2 separate regions of the Arabidopsis thaliana genome follow, and region 1 is linked to region 2. The links are chromatin contacts, called in public ChIA-PET maps. All regions are on one chromosome and are shown on one strand. The core of a region is the stretch at or near the end of the contact, and the rest is flanking DNA. Distances in the headings are between cores, read along the strand shown. Region 1 holds the start of AT4G03090 (sequence-specific DNA binding transcription factor ATNDX). Region 2 holds the start of AT4G03030 (Galactose oxidase/kelch repeat superfamily protein).

The links. ChIA-PET counts read pairs in DNA pulled down with a chosen protein or histone mark.
Region 1: a contact with region 2 is called in an H3K4me3 ChIA-PET map of shoot, with 11 read pairs. The contact joins the promoter of AT4G03090 here to the promoter of AT4G03030 in region 2. A contact is called at or near these places in 5 of 26 Hi-C or Micro-C datasets (leaf, root, rosette leaf and 1 more), 1 of 2 datasets of contacts at active chromatin or transcription factors (shoot) and 1 of 3 other capture datasets (seedling).

The regions. Positions count from the first base shown.
Region 1 is chr4:1,370,107-1,375,845 of TAIR10.1, forward strand. AT4G03090 (sequence-specific DNA binding transcription factor ATNDX) reads right to left here and starts at 1,451. Exons shown (of 16, transcript NM_001340421.1): 1 at 1,370-1,451; 2 at 688-813; 3 at 452-607; 4 at 264-347; 5 at 53-181. The coding sequence starts at 1,414. It overlaps AT4G03100 (Rho GTPase activating protein with PAK-box/P21-Rho-binding domain-containing protein), which reads left to right and starts at 4,054. Exons shown (of 4, transcript NM_116544.4): 1 at 4,054-4,610; 2 at 4,707-4,827; 3 at 4,908-5,258; 4 at 5,343-5,739. The coding sequence starts at 4,255.
Region 2 is chr4:1,335,003-1,340,487 of TAIR10.1, forward strand. AT4G03030 (Galactose oxidase/kelch repeat superfamily protein) reads right to left here and starts at 2,563. Exons shown (of 1, transcript NM_116537.4): 1 at 678-2,563. The coding sequence starts at 2,268. The coding sequence ends at 940. AT4G03020 (transducin family protein / WD-40 repeat family protein) reads right to left here and starts at 461. Exons shown (of 10, transcript NM_116536.5): 1 at 149-461. It overlaps MIR826a (a microRNA gene), which reads left to right and starts at 5,477; the gene lies at 5,477-5,485. It also overlaps AT4G03038.

The DNA of each region.
Region 1 (5,739 bases), core at 201-2,700, 34 kb after region 2:
TTTCCTCACATTGGCATTTCAAACACATTATGATAAGGTCATAGTTTCATACCCTTGGGTGTGCAAGCAAGACGAGAACAAGATCTTGGGAGTTAGGAGAGATAAACCCGTGAAACAGGTGGAGACAAGAAGCCACCAATGTAGCCTCTAGTAACGATTCTTTATTCGAATTACAGCTTTCCTGGAAACAAGCAACGGACATGAATTATACAGCTCTAAAAAGAAACAGGAAGAGACAAAAAAAGGATTCTACAGAAAAGAACCTTTCTGTTACGGCCAAGAGCTATTATCACAAGGATCACCAGATCAATCATCTGTGCTGATAATTTCACATCGTCAAGCAAGACCTATCACAATATGCAAACAAAAAAAAGAATCAAACATTATGTTCCATGGAGGCATAAAGTCCAATTCTTTAAAAGCTCAAAACCACATATGAAGATGGAACAACCTGCTCGAGTTTAGCATTACGAGGTGTTAAGTCACACAACGTCTGCAACAGTCTGATCCCACACAGTATATAACGAGACTTTCCATCTTTATTAGGAGTCATAACCACCGCAATGAGGTGCCGAGGTAACATTTTCACCATCTTCTCAACACTAATCTGAAAGAAACCTAAACATCAGTACTTACTACAAATGAATAGCAAAAAACTGAAAAAGCAAATCAAGTTTAAAAATGCACCTTTTGTGGTAACACTTGCTCAGAGTTAAAGCAAATAGAGAAATCTCCATTATCTTTAAGCAGCTTATGAAATTCCACAGAGTTTCGCCAATGCAAAGCGTTCACAGCTTGTACCATGTGTTTAGGCTGCAACAATCGAACCATGACTGTCACTAATATGCAACAGTGACTGAATCTAGTTTCCGGTGAATGAAGAGCGACTAGAATTTTGTCTCGCCGTGAGTTATAGTGTTAGGTTATGTGACAGAGAAGAAGATACGAAAATCAAAAGCAGTGAAATCTACTTCAGGGTATGGTGGCATAACGGTAAATGAGTAAAAAGAATGAGGTTAATTTCTAAATATATTGACACTGAGCCTCGCTCTTTGTAGTAGAAGGGAAAACTCAGCTATGGCTTATCGGATTATTTGATTCCAGCGACCAATTTCAAACCCTAACATTTTATTTCCAAATGTTGTTGAAACGATGAAGACAATCACGTGAGAGTACACGTGACCTCTTTTCTTTGGGTCTAAATCGTTTAATTAAAGCCCAACATAGCTTTTACTTCTTTTTTTAAAGCCCAAATTGAGTACAGCAAAACGAACAGTCACTTTAAAACTCATGAAGATTTATTTCACCAATTGATCAACTAGAACTATCAAAATAGTAAACCATTGAGCATTTAGAAGAAAATACTTACTTCAGATATATGTTTTGACGTTGATGGCGTAATTGTTTCAGACATATAGTTTGATGATGAGGCTTCTTTATCCGATCTAGACATCGATCGAGTTTTACTTCGATCAATAGATTGTTTCTTGTTAGATGGGATCTAGAAACAAAAGTATGAATAATAGATATTGCATACCAATTTCAACCATTATAGTTCTGATTAGAACACTTAATAAACTTCCACAGCTGATTAACAACCACATAAATTTGAAAATCTATTGTAATTTAGTGATTTAAATTTGAGATCCATGACAAATATATGTAGCTTTGATAATCTAAAGATATGTTTTCCATCACATGATTTGAATTTCGAAGAAAAGTTTGCGACGGAAAAATTCTTAACGTCTGACTCATTTTTCCACTATTGATGTAAGAAAATGATAAAATCGTTAAAAATCAAAAACATATATTTCGTATCCGTAGATCTAATAGAGTAAAATAGTTGTAGTTCAATCTAAACTGAAAAGAAATTGACGCACCTGTAACAAATTTCTCGGAGACGGCTTCATCGCACAAGAACCCTAGCGGCGGAGGACTTCACCTTTTTATGTATGCTAAACCGGTTTGTTAATAACAAAATTTGGTTAACTATGCTCATTAAAGGTAAAAAAGGAAAAAACAAATATACACACGTATCGTAATCTAATTGGTCTTTACATTGCAAATGAAATTTATCCCAACAATACATTACAAAAAAAATAAAATTTTGGTTTATTGTTATTATTTTATATGAAAAAGAAAAATAATTTTATTATTATAATAATAAAAAGAATTAGTATCAACAAAAAAAAAAAACTTTCTTAGTTTTTGTTGTGAATAAAAATTTCAAATATGTTTAACAAAATAAAAACTGAAAATATTTTTTAAAATGAAATGAAAATATCTGTATACTAACCTTAATGATAGATCACAAATAATTTAAAAAGTGAATTTTTTTTTTCTTTTCACAAGAGGGATAATTTAATTGAGCAAGATAAATATTACATTGGGCTATGGAATGCCCCATAACACAAAAGCTACAGAAATATATTATGCCCAACTAAAGCCCATCAGAGAAACCGAACATGGAAGAAAATGATAAAATCGTTAAAAATCAAAACCATATCTTTCGTATCCCTAGATCTAATAAAGTAAAATAGGTTTAGTTCAATCTAAACTGAAAAGAAATTGACGCACATGTAACAAATTTCTCGGAGACGGCTTCATCGCACAAGAACCCTAGCGGCGGAGGACTTAAACTTTTTTTTATGTATGCTAAACCGGTTTGTTAATAACAAAATTTGGTTAACTATGCTCATAAAGGGTAAAAAAGGAAAAACAAATATACACACGTACTGTGATCTAATTGGTCTTTACATTGCAAATGAAATTTTGTCCCAATAATACATTACAAAAAACAAATATTTTGGTTTATTATTATTATTTTATATGAAAAAGAAAAATAAGTTTATTAGTATAATAATAAAAAGAATTAGTATCAACAAAAAAAAAAAACTTTCTTAGTTTTAGTTGTGAATAAAAATTTCAAATATGTTTAACAAAATAAAAACTGAAAATATTTTTTAAAATGAAATGAAAATATCTGTATACTAACTTTAATGATAGATCACAAATAATCTAAAAAGTGAATTTTTTTTATTTTTTTCACAAGAGGGATAATTTTATTGAGCAAGATAAATATTACATTGGGCTATAGAATGCCCTATAACACAAAAGCTACAGAAATATATTAGGCCCAACTAAAGCCCATCAGAGAAACCAACATGGAAGAAGAAATGTATTATCTTTTGTCTCTATCCAAAGCCACGTGTCTTCTATTGTAGAGAAACCAATACACGTATTGGATGAGAATCCAAAGTTTTCCCGACTTCATCCTTTGCCGTCAAACATCGATTCTGGTGAAGATTCGACGTCGATTAACAAATCAAACATGAAAACTTATGGGTTTTCACCGGTTAAAACAATCAAAGCTCCAATTAGAGAAACAACAGCTCAAGGCAATGTTAATATGCGACGGAAATCACTTTTGTTCTTCAACTCAAATCTCTGATTTGATTCCTGCACTTCTAAACTCAAAAAGAAAAACAGGTTGGATAATAAGTAACAGAAGCGAAAATCGCTCTATCATTATCACCAACACATCTCAAATGAGAATTATTGAAAACAAAACTAATTTATGAAAAAACAAAAAGCAGCAAAAGAGCGCTGACGGCATAGCCGAGCATCATCACTATGAAAGCCAAATGATGTCGGACAAAACTTGGCCAACACCGGAAAGAACTAGTAGTTGCTAGACGATAATCCTTATCGGAAGAGGCAGAAGCCGAAAAGAATTCCGGACGGCATAGTGATTTTCAGCTTTCTCTCTCTCTCGAAGATTTTAAAGAGGGAAAAGAGAGAGAAAACATGGATTCAATATTAATAGTGAAAATATTTATATATCCAAAATAAAATGTCAATTTGACAAAGAAAAAAATCAAAAAATCAAGTAGATCCATAAATGAAACGCCACGTCAACAACCAACAACCAATTAAATTGAGTGGCATTATCGTAGATTTAGAGAAGTTCTTTGGGGTAAAACGTGATTCCAATAAAAGCTACATTAGATAAATAATATCCCTAGAGGGAGAAAATTTTGAAATGAGTGGACCGTTGCTTTGAAATCCAACCAAAAAGACAAAAATTTCAAAACCAAACATATATTATATTAAATCACATAAAAGAATAAAAAAGAAAGAGAAACCTTTTCGAGAATTTCAAAAATCAAATTCACTTCCATAGAGAGAGAAGAAGAAGCACAAAGTCCAGAGAGAAAGAGAGAGAGAAGCTGCGAAAATCTTTCATAGTTCTCAATGACGGGGCTAGTGATGATGACTAAAGGCGGAGGTTGCGGCGGCGGAGGAAAAGGAGGAAGGAGAAAATCAACGGCGGAGGAGGAAGAAGAAGAAGAGCAGAATCAGCAACAACTGTCTCTTGTTGAGTTTCTCTTAACGGCGCTGCGTAAATCTGTGGTTTCTTGCCGTGTAGACAACAGACAAGACGACGGCGGAGTAGGCGGAGGGATTTCGTCCGCCGTTCATCACATGGAGATCGGTTGGCCAACAAATGTTCGACACATCACTCATGTAACATTCGATCGATTCCATGGCTTTCTTGGTCTCCCTCACGAGCTTCAAGTTGAGATCCCATGTCGAGTCCCTAGTGCAAGGTAATCTCTCAAAATTTCACTACTGCTTTAGAATCTGAAACTGGATCTGAAATTGTAGCTTCTTATTTAATGGTGGATTCTCTTTGATTAATGCAGTGTGAGTGTGTTTGGTGTATCGGCGGAATCGATGCAATGTTCTTATGATGAGAAAGGAAACAGTGTCCCAACGATTCTATTACTTATGCAGGAGAGACTCTATTCTCAACAAGGTCTTAAGGTAATGGGAATTGGTAATCAATTTTGTTGAGAAATTTGTTGAGAGGAGACTGAATTTGATATCTTGCTTTTGTTGTGTAGGCTGAAGGAATTTTCAGGATAAACCCTGAGAATAGTCAAGAGGAACATGTAAGAGACCAACTAAACAGAGGTATTGTACCTGAGAATATTGATGTGCATTGTTTGGCTGGTCTTATTAAAGCTTGGTTTAGAGAGTTACCAAGTGGAGTGCTTGATGGTCTTTCTCCTGAGGAAGTTCTCAATTGCAACACTGAGGATGAATCCGTTGAACTCATTAAGCAGTTGAAGCCAACTGAGTCTGCTTTGCTTAATTGGGCTGTTGATCTTATGGCTGATGTTGTTGAAGAAGAAGAGTCTAACAAAATGAATGCAAGGAATATAGCCATGGTTTTTGCTCCTAATATGACTCAGGTAAAAACAAAGTTAACCTTTGTTCAATGAATAAGAATCACTGAGTAGTTACTAACATTTGATTCTTGCATTCTCTAACTGTAGATGACAGATCCATTAACGGCTCTTATGCATGCTGTTCAAGTGATGAACTTGCTTAAGACTCTTATCACAAAGACACTAGCTGAACGGGAAGAAAATGCTACCGGATCAGAAGGATATTCTCCATCCCACTCATCCAATTCTCAAACTGATTCTGATTCTGACAATGCACAAGACATGGAAGTCAGCTGTGAATCACAAGCCACAGATTCGGAATGCGGAGAAGAAGAAGAAGTAGAGGAAGTAGAACAGCATCAAGAACATCTCAGCCGCCACTCTACCCACGAAGATGAAACCGATATTGGATCATTATGTTCAATAGAGAAATGCTTCTTGAATCAACTCAACAACAATGCTGCTAGAGTTTCAAACACCAGTATCTCTGAAGACTGGAGTCCTA
Region 2 (5,485 bases), core at 1,313-3,812:
AAGTTAAAATCACCAGAGACATCGAAAGAAGAACCCAGAAACAGTATGAGTTCAAATTGAGAACTTTAGAAAAGCTATGACTCTAAAATCAGATCGGGAAATGTGAAGAACCAGAAAAATAAAGGTCAGGTTTTTGAGCTGATTTTACCCGTACGAAGGAGACCAATTCGAAAACTGTACGCAAAAGCTCTTTTTTTCGCCCTTTTGAATTTTCTCGGAAAAATTCCGACTTTCTCGATGAGCGGATATGGTTTTTTCGTCGACGTGTATGTCAATGAAGCGTGCAAAGCTGTGTTGCCACGTTTGACTTTCTACAATGAGTAAGTAACTCTGGTCATCACTCCAAGTCATTGCTCTTAAACCAACTACAATACTATTTTTGTGTGTTGTTTGATCAAAATTCAAAACCTCATCATCAATGTATAATACACTTGAACCAATCTCAATTCTGTGGAGTATGATAGTTGCTAGTATTTCTGGTTGGTAGCACAAACAAAACACATCACGCTACAATAATCTAATGGTAAGAGACTGTCTTGTCTTCTTCAGTGACCAACCACTCTTGCTTATGGTAGGAAACTGTCTTCTTTCTTGAGACAAAAACCTTTTCCACGAAACTGAATTGTGATAGACAGTCAAAAAGAGATTCAGAAAGTCTTGGATTTGATTAGTGTTATGAAGAAATTAACTTGAAACGAGAGTAGAAGAAGCAAATGTTGCATTGTTCGCAAGCTAGAGCATTTTTATAGAATACCCTTTAGCAATATAAACAGAATACTCAGTTCTTTTTTGTTTTTGTTTTTCAACTTGTACAGACAGTGTGGTAACATATGTAAGTGGTATAAGAAACGAACCAATACCTAAACATCATCAGAGCTCACACAACATGAACACCAAATTTTATTCTAGATGATGTGTGATGAGAGTTTTTTACACCTACTACAATCGGATGGTGCACATAACCGTGGTCCTGAAATCAAGTTGATGATTGAACGGTGGCTTTGAGACAACCGATCTCCAAGTCTTCTTCTTTGGATCATACATATGAATCATCAAAGATCCAGCTTTCCTCTGTTGTCTAGTATGCCTTGTATCCATCAGATTATAACCATCCAAAAGAATCATAACATGTAATTCCCCATTCAGTGCAACGAAACCAACCGGTTTGTCGTAATGAGCTTTCTTAGGCACGCTTGACTCCTTTCTCCAACGATTCAAACCCATCTCATACCTAAGAATCCAATCCTTATCCAACATGAAAAACACAGGCTTCCCACAATCAACAGCAACAATCTTCCCTAGCTTAGGTCTCTCTTCTTCTCCCCACATATCTCCAACTACCCTCCATTTCTCACCACCATCTACTCTCAAATCCATCACTACCGCGTCTTTATAGTACTCATCAACAGGAAGAATCCCCGAAACCGTCCTCGATCCGCCATAGCCACCCATAACCCAAAACTCTCTCCCTTCCTCCTCCTTCTCCTTCTCCTTCTCATTCTCCACCAAGAAACCAACACATCCTGCTCTAAACCTAGGCAATTCATTCATTACTCTCCACTCATCTTTCTCAACATCATACATCTCCACAGAACTCATTCTACTTCCAGCAGCACCAAACAGAGTGTGCCGTGATCCTCCTCCCGCCACAATAATCCGACCACAAGAACCAGGCATCGCAGCGCAAGCAAAGCTACCACGCGGAGACATCATCGGAGATAACCGTTCCCAAACCGATTTCACGAAGCTGTAACGAAACACAGAAGAAGTAGGCAAAGGAACATCAAGAGGATAAGACCTAGTATCAAAAGCAGAGCCACCGAGGACATAAACGTAAGGACCAAGAGCTACAGCTACGAAATTGCAGAGACCGTAAACGTGAGGGTTACAAGGCATAAGAGGAAGCGATCTCCAAGAGAGAGTCACGGGATCGAAGAGAAAAGGAGGCGAAATCGAAGGATCCTGAGGGAAGATACAAAGGAGATGCGAGAGATTGTTGGTGTTGCTGTTGTCTCTGCTATGGCGGAGTGAAATTAGGGTTTTGGAAGAGAGGAAAGCGTACCATGATTTACAGGTTGATTTGATACGAGAGATGTGAGGGTAAGGGACGAAGGAGAGAATCAGTCTCCCGACGTCGTTGGATAAGCCTGGAATTAAGGTCAAGCTTGGATCGATTCGAAGCTTAGGCCTAAAAAACGAAGATCGCGACGACGACGAAGACGATGAAGACGAACACTGTAACCGCGACGGGAATATAGGCAGAGGCATGATTCAGGCCGGCGGGAAGAAACTCCGGCGAGATTTTGATTGATCGATCAATGAAACGGAATCGTCATGGAGAAGATCAGAGACTGATTCTGAATTCTGAGACAGAACAATCTGGTTTTGAAATTTGAAGAAACGACAATTTTGTTTTGGCTCTGTAATTAATTTAATCACCCACGTGGTAGTTTATGATTGGCTGAGACATGGATATGGTTAATTACTAATTACTAGGCTTCGACTAGTCAAAATCCAAATGTATGTTTTGAATTGTGAAACAGATTTAGATGTATAATGTGATATGATCCGAATTTGGAGTATTGGGCTTTCTCTTCTTATTTGACAGCTGAAGTATTGGGCTTAAGTTAGGCTTTCCCATTATGTTAATGGTTTAAGCCCATTTGGCTGCATATCTTCTTCTTCTTTTTCTCCTTTTTCTTTGTTTCCTCTTATTTAGATTCGGTGTGGGATACGGGCTTTGCCCTCCATGCCCAATTCGGCCTAAACACAAATAGACCAAGTCAAGAAAGCTCATAACAAAGAAGAACGGCCCATCAGAACAACGGCCCATCAGAATGACTACTCGGCCCATCACAGCTCTGCCCATCACGGCTCGGCCCAGCCCGATAAATTCAGAAGGGCAAAAAGGAGAAATCGCAAGAGAGACTAAGAGAACCCTAGATCAGCTCCTTGCCAATAGGAAGAGATACTACTAAGAAGGGGGATCCAGAACCTAAGTCACCACTCAGAGAATTTAAGAGAGAATTGCTGCCTATCTCTTTATCTCTTACTTTCTGGTTTTCCGTTCTGTATTTTCAGGTTTTCCGACCATTAATATCAGTTTTTCAACCTGTACTTTCGGTTCTAAGTTTCTGTACTTACGGTTTTCCATTATGTTAATTACTGCCTTTCTGTTCGTCATTAATAAAGAAGCTACTCCGTTCTCTCCAAACTCCTTAGTTATTTATTGTTACAACTTCGGTACAAACATTCACTTTTTTTTTTTTTTTGTAATGAGCGATCGTCGATCGATATAAAACAGTTAGTTGATCACAACGATAGTGATTATGATTTCTCGACAACAAAAATAAAAAAGAAGAAGGAATATTCTATTTGTATTTTTGTGAGACATGCTTTTTAATCGTATTACCAGCTTTATTAACGATAAAGTGATTATGATTTCTCGACAACCTTAAAAAGAAGGAATATTCTATTTGTATTTTTGCGGGACATGCTTTTTATCTTCTATGTGTTTTTTTTTTTTGGGTGTCAAAGACATGCTTTTAATCTTAAATTATCTTTGGGTATTAACAACTTTATTAACGATAACGGGATTATGATTTCTCGACAAAACCTTAAAAAGAAGGTTAATCACGGCAAGAAACTACATTTCCTTCGCTAGCTGTCGAGAGCCCCGTACGTCTTCCCCTTCGGACCACTTTTCAAAGCGGATATGTGTGGTCCATTACCATACATAAAAAGAGAGGTTGTCAAAATTAAGCAACCAAGATATATAGCACGGTACGGTAGTATTTGGTGAAAAAATTAAATTAAAAATTAAAAAAAAAGAGAGATTGTCAAAATTAGATATGAGAAAGCATTAAGTATAGGTATATAGCTAATCATTAACTGTTTTTAAGTTGTATGAAAACTCAAATATATAACTTATTTTCTAGGAATTATCTTTCAACTAAAAAAATTTCCAAAAAAAAAGAAAAAAAAGTTAATTCTTTTATTGACTTATAGCGTCGTATCGTTGATATAAATTAAATGATTAGTGAAGTATCTTACTCTAAGTTTGTCATACAGCATAAACCTAATAACTGTTTAATGAGTGTATTTTGTAGTTTAGATTACTTCTAGTCAAAAAATTATTTAAAGAAGTATGTGTTATCCTTCAACGTTTTTATTAGTATAAATTATGAAAAATTGAAAAACAAAAAGTTAATTCACTTATAGTTGTGCAGCCGATTTAATTTCGTAAGTTCGAATCAGGACCGGTCCGGCATATTTAAATGTGCTACGCAAATAAAAAATCTTTTCCTTATAATATTTTTTTTTATAAAATCACAAATAATGTAGTAATATATGATCGGTTATACTAAATTTTATAGAACATATTTTAGTTTCATAAAAAGTTTGTAAGTAAAAAAACATTCTGTAAATATATTGTTTAGATTTTTGCCTTCAATATCATTTATCAAACTCACGTAATCGAGTTTTTCAACCAGAAATTATTTCAATGGATAGCAAAGCTAACACATTTACTTGATTAATTAAAGATTTTTTTTTATAATTTTGCAACTAAAATCACCGTATCTTAGAGCATCACCATCTATGGTCTCTTGATTTTAGTTTCTCATTTATGTGTGAACACAAATTTTAAGTGTAAACATATTAATAAGTATTTCAGCTTGACTAATTATAAAAAACCACATGTAAGAAACGTTTTTCTCGTAGTCTCTCAAACGAGAGACGACTCTCTCCCACTCTCCTCTTTTTCTATTTTTTCTTTTATTTAATATTGATATATTGTACTAGATATCGCTGATGAATATAGTCTTAGGATGTCTTCCATTTTGCAAGCAATTTAAGGTTTAAATTTTTTAAAACCCAATTGTTACCAAATTAGATTCATTGACAACAAATATAAGTTTTCATCAAGTTTAAATCCCACGAAACATGAAAAGAAAGCTCAACAAAAATGAATTTATTAAAAAAATGCGTATAATATTTTTCTTAAAACATAAAAAGCCTTGAAAAATTTATAAAATGTACATTTTCTTTATTTTGATACCCTAAAGTATGGGTTCACTTGATTGCGTGGAACGCCAACCTGTGTAGAATATTCCATAAACACTATTATTATTTGGAGCCATCAACAAATACAAATACAAATACAATAATTTATTACATTATTGTACATGTGCATGTGCATGCATGCACACATACTCTATTGATTTTCATACAACACAAAGACTTAGACCTCCAAAAAAATCCATATAAAGACGAATCACACAGAAACAGACATGACTCAACTAATCAAAAACCCTTTTTTCTTACTACATGGTTTTTGACAAACTTAAAATCACCTAACTCTGTTAAAACTTGGAATCAAGCGCACACATGTAAGCTTGAAGAGTAGATTGAACTTTACGACCAGCTTCTGAGTGATAGAAGGTAAACAAGTCGCGGTAATCTACGGGTCGTCTGAAGAGACGTG